Regions from separate parts of the Zea mays genome. Here regions 1 and 3 are each linked to region 2. The links are chromatin contacts, called in public Hi-C maps. All regions are on one chromosome and are shown on one strand. Each heading gives the region's core, a stretch centred on a gene start, on an enhancer-like site or on the middle of the called end of the contact. The rest is flanking DNA. Distances are from core to core; before and after follow the strand shown.

What was found. A called contact is a pair of places that touch in the nucleus more often than the background predicts.
Region 1: a contact with region 2 is called in a Hi-C map of endosperm, with 3 times the contacts expected there. The contact joins the promoter of LOC100272243 here to the promoter of LOC103635335 in region 2. A contact is called at or near these places in 8 of 25 Hi-C or Micro-C datasets (bundle sheath, ear, endosperm and 5 more).
Region 3: a contact with region 2 is called in a Hi-C map of endosperm, with 2.6 times the contacts expected there. The contact joins the promoter of LOC100278743 here to the promoter of LOC103635335 in region 2. A contact is called at or near these places in 3 of 25 Hi-C or Micro-C datasets (ear, endosperm and leaf).

What each region holds. Positions count from the first base shown.
Region 1 is chr8:70,712,114-70,715,076 of Zm-B73-REFERENCE-NAM-5.0, reverse strand. LOC100272243 (Guanylate-binding family protein) reads left to right here and starts at 1,553. Exons shown (of 14, transcript XM_008656297.4): 1 at 1,553-1,947. The coding sequence starts at 1,702.
Region 2 is chr8:70,379,409-70,382,303 of Zm-B73-REFERENCE-NAM-5.0, reverse strand. It overlaps LOC103635335 (Putative homeodomain-like transcription factor superfamily protein), which reads right to left and starts at 1,642. Exons shown (of 18, transcript XM_008657816.3): 1 at 674-1,642; 2 at 73-570. The coding sequence starts at 857.
Region 3 is chr8:69,941,340-69,944,303 of Zm-B73-REFERENCE-NAM-5.0, reverse strand. LOC100278743 (hydroxyproline-rich glycoprotein family protein) reads right to left here and starts at 1,578. Exons shown (of 5, transcript NM_001151921.1): 1 at 1,492-1,578; 2 at 1,388-1,408; 3 at 1,130-1,261; 4 at 1-349. The coding sequence starts at 1,255.

The DNA.
Region 1 (2,963 bases), core at 304-2,803, 330 kb before region 2:
TGATTTTAAAATATATATATTCATACGTACCTAGCCAACAAATGTATATGTGCTTATGCTTTATATTTTATAATTAAAAAATAAAAATCATAGTAATATATGAGCACTTTATTAATCTATATCTATACTATACTTAAAGCATCAGTTTTAACGGTCATTCCGCGTCATTTTTTTTACAAATAACTTCTCGTAGCTATTTCAAATTAACCTGATACACGCCTATAGATGGCCAAATGGCGGCCCGGCACGAGCCAAACGTCTGTGGGCCATAACTCTGGCCAGGCATGTCATGTCGACCTGCTGACTGTGTCGGGCCAGCTCGTTAGCTCGTCGTCCCATTTGATTAAATCAACATAAAATGTTAAAAAAACGGTGTAGGAGGTGAGGTTTGAACCAATGCCGTGATGAATGAAGGGCGGGACACACTGGGTGAAGCTATCTAACCAGTGGAACATCATGCTTATATATTTTTAATAATTAATATAAAAATATAAATTGTATATATGTATATACGTTTTTTGTAAAATAAAAAAATATAATCGTGTCGGACCGGGCCAATACTACGGGCCGAGGCTACAGCACAAGCACGACACAACGTTCTTGGCTCTTGCAAACATTAGGTCGTTTCTGAGACCACATTGGCGCAATGAACTCAATGGTGTTTGAGGTTGTTGAATTGGATGGAGCAACAATGATTTGTTACACTAACAGTAAAATGAAAGGTTATTTGTTGGTTCTAAACGTTAGTAATTGCTAGAAAGTAGCATAATTTATATGGAGTGCATACAATTTTTATTGATTCCTGACTTTAGCAATCACTCCATATTTTGATCTATCTTTTTTATAAGTTTGAGTTCATGAGACTTATTTTAGAAACTTGAGCCCACAAACTTTCTCTTATTTGGTCTCTGTATGGTGGAATTATATTATTTTATAATCTCTGTTCGTTTAGTGAGTCGTTGTGAACTCTCTTCTAATCGCTCACTTTATTGGTCGTGTTGTACCAAGACATATTGGATGAAGTAAAAATAATATCAGTTAGCCAAATCAAAAAATATTATATGGAGAGTAGAGACAATTAATAAAAAATCTTGAATTTTTTTAGTAGATAATTTACATAGGTATTGTTGTAAGACGTCGCAACGCACGGGCAACCCACTAGTATATTTTATTTGACACTCCCAATATTGTCCAGACGACGAGCCACGATGATCAAAGAGCAGTATAAAAAACTGACTTACAAACAAACAATTTTTGTTTAATTCTTGCGGCAAGTCCCACAAATCTTGGTCCGTGATTTAAATAAAGGCAAAATATTTTGAATAGAAAAAAAAACAAGTCCAGGTCACAAGCTCAGCACCGACCTGCTGAATTCAAAGAAGAAAGAAAAAGAAACGGGAAGCCTTTCTGGACGGATCAAGGCCCAACAGTCCATCTCAGCAGCACAGAGACGCAGCGCGTGAAGCCCACTAAGGGCAGCCGCGTGGCCCACGTCGCGTCGTTCCAACGCAGCGGCGGGAACCGACGTCGGCTCAACCTCCGCCAGCGACCGTGTCGTTTCGTTGCTTTTGCTGAACCTTGGAGGGAGGGACGAGGGCATTCGCGATCCCTGCTGAACCCGCCTTTCCCTCTCCCCATTTTTTGAAAGCAGAAAAAACACAGGCTCACGGACCTCTCCTTGCCGTCGGCGGCGACTTCGCGATGTTCCAGATGCTGGGCCTCCGCGGGGGGAGCCCCAGCGCTGGCGAGGCGACCCCCGTCATGAGCGGGGACGGCGGCGCGGTCGCGGGTCCCGCGCGGCCGCTGCGCCTGGCGTACTGCGACGAGAAGGGCAGGTTCGTGATGGACCCCGAGGCGGCGGCGGCGCTGCAGCTCGTGAAGGGCCCCGTCGGGGTCGTCTCCGTCTGCGGCCGCGCGCGCCAGGGCAAGAGCTTCATCCTCAACCAGGTACGGCGCGCGATGGGGCGAGTTGGTTTTTTCGGGTGACGCCTGGGTCTGTGCGTCGACGGTGCGGTGCGCGGCTACGGTTTCGGCGTTGTTTTTCTGAGATGGATGACCCGCTGGTTTAGTTTGGGGCTTCGGCCGGACCTTTGAAAGTTCAAGTGATAATTTTTGCAACTTGATTTGTAGGGTTTATGTAGAATCTTGTCTTCTAGGGTTTATTGACTCATTGACTGGTGGAATTGTAGCTTTTGCCCGCAATTCGGAAATATGTTGCGAGTTGACAGTGCGAGAAGCATTAGGATAATAGAACTCAACATGCGTGCAACTTTCAGTCAGAGACAGGGAATTGAAATTTAAGGAGTATCAATGTGTGTGGCTTAATTCCTCATGAAATGGTTATGGGTTAAGACGTGTTCATACATTAGGTGTGTGGTTCTTGTTAGCAACATCAGTGTTTCAAAGGAAGTTTATGGACTTAAACCACAATTTGACCACCTTACAGGATTGTGACATATCCCAGTATTAGAATGGTGTATTGCACTTTTATTAGCAAATGAATGCTTTCTCTTGACTGTAGGAGTATTGGCTTTTTGATTGTAGGTGTGTTATCTCCTTTTAAGGATTAGTCCGGTTGTCATCGTGCAATTAGTCCATGGAACCTTTTTATGTTCTGGAATCATATGAACGTTACATTTCCATGCTTGGGTGGTGCTAAGCATAGGATTCTGCAAAACCAAACAAAGAACTCCGTGAGTAATAATTGACAAAAGCTGGTGGGTGCCTAGGATGCGAAAAAAGTGTAGGAAGTAGGAACACAAAAGTTTGGTTAAACATCACTACGGGCTTCAACTTGTTTAAACAGTTATTCACTTATTTGATTTAGACTTGTAAAAGATGAAGGGATGGTGTGGTACAAATTGACTAGGACTCTAGGAGCGAAGATTACTTCTAATTTTTAAATGGCATATAACAGAACATTATCAATTACTGTTCATTTTTAAATGGTCTGTTAGCATCTT
Region 2 (2,895 bases), core at 393-2,892:
TACTGTAAATTTATTTTAAAATAAATATTAAGGCATCAAATACAACAAATCAAGAGCACACAAGGTTCTCACCGATAGGTGCTCCAAATGCACCAGGAGGAAGTGGATCAAATTCAATACCAAGCACTGGTCCATCGTCCCTCAAAGGTTCCCCTATAAGTGCTTCCACAGAATCGATCACCCGGTGCTCTGCTTGCATAAGGTGCACTGGTGCCATATGAGGCAGCATGACTTGTGGCGGTTCATAGTACCTCCTCCCAATCTCCGGCACAGATAACCTAGGTGCAGCCGATAACCGGCCAGACCCTCTCCTGGAATAGGGCAGCAGCTGCTCACCATAGGTTCCGACAGTCCCCACCATCATCTCGCTGGGAGGCAATGGAGGCGGAAGCACAGGTGGCGGCGGCCCTATGACTGGGACGCTAACCTCCTCGTCCCTTAGCTGCCTCTTGGCCGGCGGTTTCCGGTCCTTGAGCCGGCGGTGGCAGAACCACATCTGAAGCTGCCTGTCTGTGAGGTTCAACTGCACCGACAGCTCCGCCCGCTTCGTCTCGTTGGGATACGAGTCCTCTGCGCAAAACAGAATCCCCATGAAAACCACACGCACAGTTCGATCAAAAGCTCGCAAAAACAAACCATCAAAACGTTTCAGAATCATCAATAGCCGACGAACCTGCGTACGTCCTCTCGAGGACCTCCAGCTGGTAGGGCGTCTTCATGACGCGCTTCACCGGCGGCTTCCCGCCGGATCCAGACGCGCCAGGAGCGCTACTCGCACCGCCAACGGCTGCGGGGGCCGACGGAGGGCCGGGACTCCCTGCCGCCGGCCCGGAGCCCCCGTCGTCGGAGGACTCCATTCCCGACTGACCGTTACCCTAGATTCGCCTCCGCCAGACAACAAAACACAACACGCGAAGACCAGGCCGACACAGAAGAACAACAAAACCTAATCACACGCTACGGCGAATTCCGACATATATACAGAGGCGCCAAGCCCGAATCGAGCCCGCGGCTCGATCCGCGCGACGAATTCCACCACCGACGGGCGACAGCAGCAGGTAACGTCGCAGCGCAGACGCGAGGTAGAACAGGATCGGTGGGCGCGCCGCGCCCCAGCACGGACGCGGAGAAGTAATAGGGACGCGGGCGCGAGGAGGAGCAACACGGGAGGCCACGGATGCAACTCCTCCTCCGCCTGCTGCTCGGCCCGAATTGGTCAGGGGTTTGGATTTCGCTTCCATGCTAATAAAAACCTTTTGGATTTGATGCCTCCGACTTTTTATTATTTTGCCTCGCTGCTGCTGCTGCTGGCGTTTGGTGCTCTTCCGTTCCGCGCGCCTGCGCTGCCTGGTATTCCTTTTTTCCCTCTATGCGGAGGGAGGAGTCAGGGTCAGCAGCCCAGGAAAGAAAGGGGGGGCGATGTGGATCTGTTCTTGGTGCGGTGTGGATTTCTTGCGTGCGCGTTGTGAATCTCGCGGCGGGTGGGGTTCATAGGTTGGCTGTGGTTGCGGGCCTTCCTCGTTCGTGCGATGAGATCGTAGAACAGTTTGGCGGATCTTCTGTGGCCTGGGGCGCGGAATGTTTGTGGCCTACGGAGGCGGGGCCCGGTGGGTGGCCGCGCTTCGCGTACCAAATGGTGCCCGAGCCCCAAGCTCGACCGGTGGACGAGTCTGCGCTCGATGGTCTGCGGGTCTGGCCAGCCGTGCACCCGAGGCAGGTCGAAGTGGTGCTTCCAATCTATGTGGATTGAGTGAATTAGGTGATTTAAATTCTAAACAAGTTTAAAAAATATATAATTTTTTTCAATCTCACTCAATTCATATGTGATAGGAACAATCGAATAAGGTCTTATGAAGTGTTACTACTAACTAACTAATTATGAGAAATAAGGTGATGATAGATCAATTCATTCCATTCTAAACCCAAACAAAAAAGAGTGAGAAATGAAAAGACGGTGAAATAAGATTATACTACCAAATTTAAAGAATGGACTGCACCACCTCATATTGAAGGGAGTTATTCCCCAAACCAAACATCCCCTTACTTTTCACGATCGTGACTCAGGGTTTACTATATTGTTTCACACCCAATCTCGATGACGAGTGAAATCGAAAAAACACTCAAATTTTACCGACTTTTGTAGATCTCAAATGGATTCCAATTTAATAATTAAAAAAACAAAAAATGCTATTCTCGAAGGGTTTTCGATGAATTTCGAGCGGTTTCCAGTGATTTACTACCAGAAATTTTTTATTAGTTTTTAAAAAATGGTAGGATTTTAATAGATTTTTCCATTTTTATGATTTTTACTTCAATTTTTTAAAACAAAATTTTCGAAAATTATCCCCATGTCCATTTTTACGGTGACAGACGATTATCGAGCGGGATTTGGAACTATGTCATGACTGTATGTAGGAGGAGACTAGGAGTGGTGTGCTACGACTAAGCACAAAGCTCTCACATGGGTGAGGTAAGTACTCCATGGCATATTTCAAGTGTTTATTTTTTAGGTAATGTGTAAGGTTAGTTTGGCAGGGCTTCGACTCCGACTTCTCTGGAGGAGTAGCTCCTCCACAGATGCTAGTGTCTTTTTGCAAATCGTCTGGTAAAATGGTTCCTCTTGCATTTTGTAATTTTATATATGAGACAAAAGGTTATGATGAAAAAATATTTTATAGAACATTGTTACAACAAAAGAATGTTACGGTGAAAAAATATGTAGTGAAACTGTATTATATCAAACAACTAACTGAAACTCTTTCTGATAGAGAACTGCAACGTATAATACTTGCCAGTAGATAATCTATTATTTGTTGCTACTTGCCAGTACTTGCTACATAGCAACTTGCTACAAAGCCCTAACAGATAGCGCCGGAGAGAGAGGAGGCATGGGAG
Region 3 (2,964 bases), core at 329-2,828, 440 kb after region 2:
AGAAGACAGGTGGTGAGACAAGTTGAGGTTCATTAGCATATGGCCCAACAGCGAACATATTGGACGTTGGACCACCAGGAGAGTTTGCAGATACAGACAGAAAGCAATTCGGTGATTGAGCAGTCGAAGGAAGCGCAGAGTTTGAGAAGGATGCTGGTGATGATGGTGGAGCTAGAAGAGATAAATTCATAGGCAGATTTTGGTTTGAATTGGCACCAGACTGGAGACCATTTCCACGAGTATTTGATCCATTCCCATCAGAAGTGCGTGCTGCAGGAACAATTCTTTTCCCGCCCTTCTGCGATCCGAAACATGATAAGCCTGAAAAGCAGCCAGCCCATCTACTTTGCTGTTTATAGTAGAAGCACATGTTAGTCCAAGCAAATAACTTAGTTGTCACCTCAGAAATAAAAAGGAAGCACGTGACAAAGAGATTTCAAAGGACAAGTTATCTATAGTTCTATACTTGCTATGCAAAAAAATATATATTTTTAGTTTTTTACCATCATTATGGGGAGAACAATTATATGACAATAAGCATAAAAGGCAATCATGCAAAAGAACATACGAAATGTTAGTGTTTCTCAAATCCAAAGGTATTCAAAAGGGGAAAATATCATAAAGCAAGGATTATCCAGGAGTAAAAGCTATTTTGCCCCCCACTTCAACTTAAATGGGTGAGTGTATCGAGGGGTAAAATCAAGAACCTATTAGTACATATATGCTCTGGAGGAATGGTATTGCAAAAGCAAAACCGTGCTCTGGCACTGGAAAAAAATGTGAGGAGTGCAAAACGTGTGCATTACAACTAGCAAAAGCAAAATCCAACTGAACAAGTTATCTGATAGAAGCAACGGAGCATATATATATAGTACTTCAGAAGCCAAATTATTGCTGGTAAAGATGCCCAGTTTCAAGGTGTAACGAGTAACGACTGCAGGGCAGTACAATTCGTACTGAGTAAACAAAGGCTGGGCCAAATTGCCAATCTAGGTCGTCAAGGCCTACTAAAAATTCCGGTACCGATCCTGTCGTGCACGTATCTAAAGCGTGTAAGGCAAAAGCTGCAGCTAAAGCACAAGTCCGATTGCATCCGCCCAGGGAACAACGAGCCGTGTAGTGTATGTACCCTGTCCTGATGTAGTAGTTGGGAGTGAAATCTGGCGTCGGCTGAGCCTGCTTCCGTCGTGGAAGTACTGATGGCAGCTGCACCATTCGCCGCCCTGGTGCCATTGCTTCTCCCAACTGAAGACATTTCTGACTGTATACACACACGGTTGCTCGGGGTCAGAAGCGAACCCAGTAAATGGCATGAGTGTACACATACGCACCCGATTTTTTTTTTTTGCAAAAAATCGAAATTAGTAGGCATAATGCGTGTATGCACCTGTAATTGGATCAGATCCAGCTGCAAACAAGCCAAATAGCTTAAGTTAGGGTTGGTATGCTCGGTTTCGCGCAGCTGGAAGGGAAGACAAGAGGTGCGCATACCTGGTGGGTGTTCGTCGCCGGCGATGGTCCCGACGAAGGCCTGGGCACCTGGTGTAGGTCGGCGCCGGCGGTCGCCCAGTCGTCTCCACGAGAGAAAGGGAGAGTGAGAGTGAGAGCGCACGAGGGGGTGAAACGGAGAAGAAAAAGGATGGGGCGAGCACGCTCGTGTTTTTTTTTCTTCAATTGAGCCCTCCTGAAAAACATTGTTTGCACATAGATCCATGACGTCATAATTCTTCAAACCACAATTTTATACTATTATACTTCATAATTGTCACAATAATATTATAATTTGTGTTATCTCTAAAAATACTGGTTATTATTTGCATACGCTATGAGATCGAGATAACCGAAGATAATGTATAGAAGACTCGAGTATTTAGACAGGTTCTCAGTACGAGATAATACTTATGTTCTCTGTGTTGTGTTGTCTATTGTCTATGACGTATGCTTATACGATTTATCCTTTTAGTGTGTTCCAACACGGATGGTTACAGAAAGATTATCTTACTTATCTAGTCTTCGGCCACATAAGGACTCCTTATCGGCCTAGTTGACCCTATTCCTAGATGCAAGAACTATAGTCGTGCTCAGTGGTGGGCACAGGACGAGAATCCACAGGGGCTAAAAAGACCCTACGATAAAATTAAGCAAACCCGTAAAAAACTAGTGCTACATAGAATTTAAATTTCATGTCAATATATTGATACAGGTTTAAAAAGAAAACTATATGAATAAAATAAGCAAACATACTGCTAACTTTTTGATGACCGAACCCAAACTATGTGTGCCTTTTCAAATATTGATTGTCGATCTTCTCGAAGTGTGGAGCCATCGGGAAGGAGGCGGGGTCAAGCGACGTCTCCGACGGAGAATCGGCGCTCGCTGATCGTCTTTCGGAGATGGGGCGTCAGAAAAGGGTCAGGGTCGGACAACAATAAATGAACAGGGCATCAGAGTGTCAGGAACAGGGCATCAGAGCATATTGGTTCAGGTGGCATTGGAAAGAATTAGATCAGACAGATAGATGCAAAAATTGGATTGAGAAGGAGGACGAGAATTAGGAGGATTGAACTGATCCGACTAAGAGACCTATGATAGAACTGGTTTAATCTACCTAAAACTTTTATTTTTTTCTATACTTAACAATAAATGAACACTAGATATAAGACATACTAAAAATTAAGGGGGCCATGGCCCCCTTTGCCCCCCACGTGGATCCGCTACTAGTCGAGCCCTTAGGCCCGGTCTTGTTCGCTCAATTAGTCTTGAATACCTCTAGTATATACCTTTAACAACCATATTAATTATCAAAAGCTAGTTACACCATAAATTTTTTGGGTTGGAATAAAAGTTCTAGTACTCTAAAAATACCATTGTATCTAGAATACTATAGTTTTAAAACACATTTTTTAGAAATGCAACTAAACATCTTATAGTATAAAGTAATGTTTTTTAAAACTATGCATGACA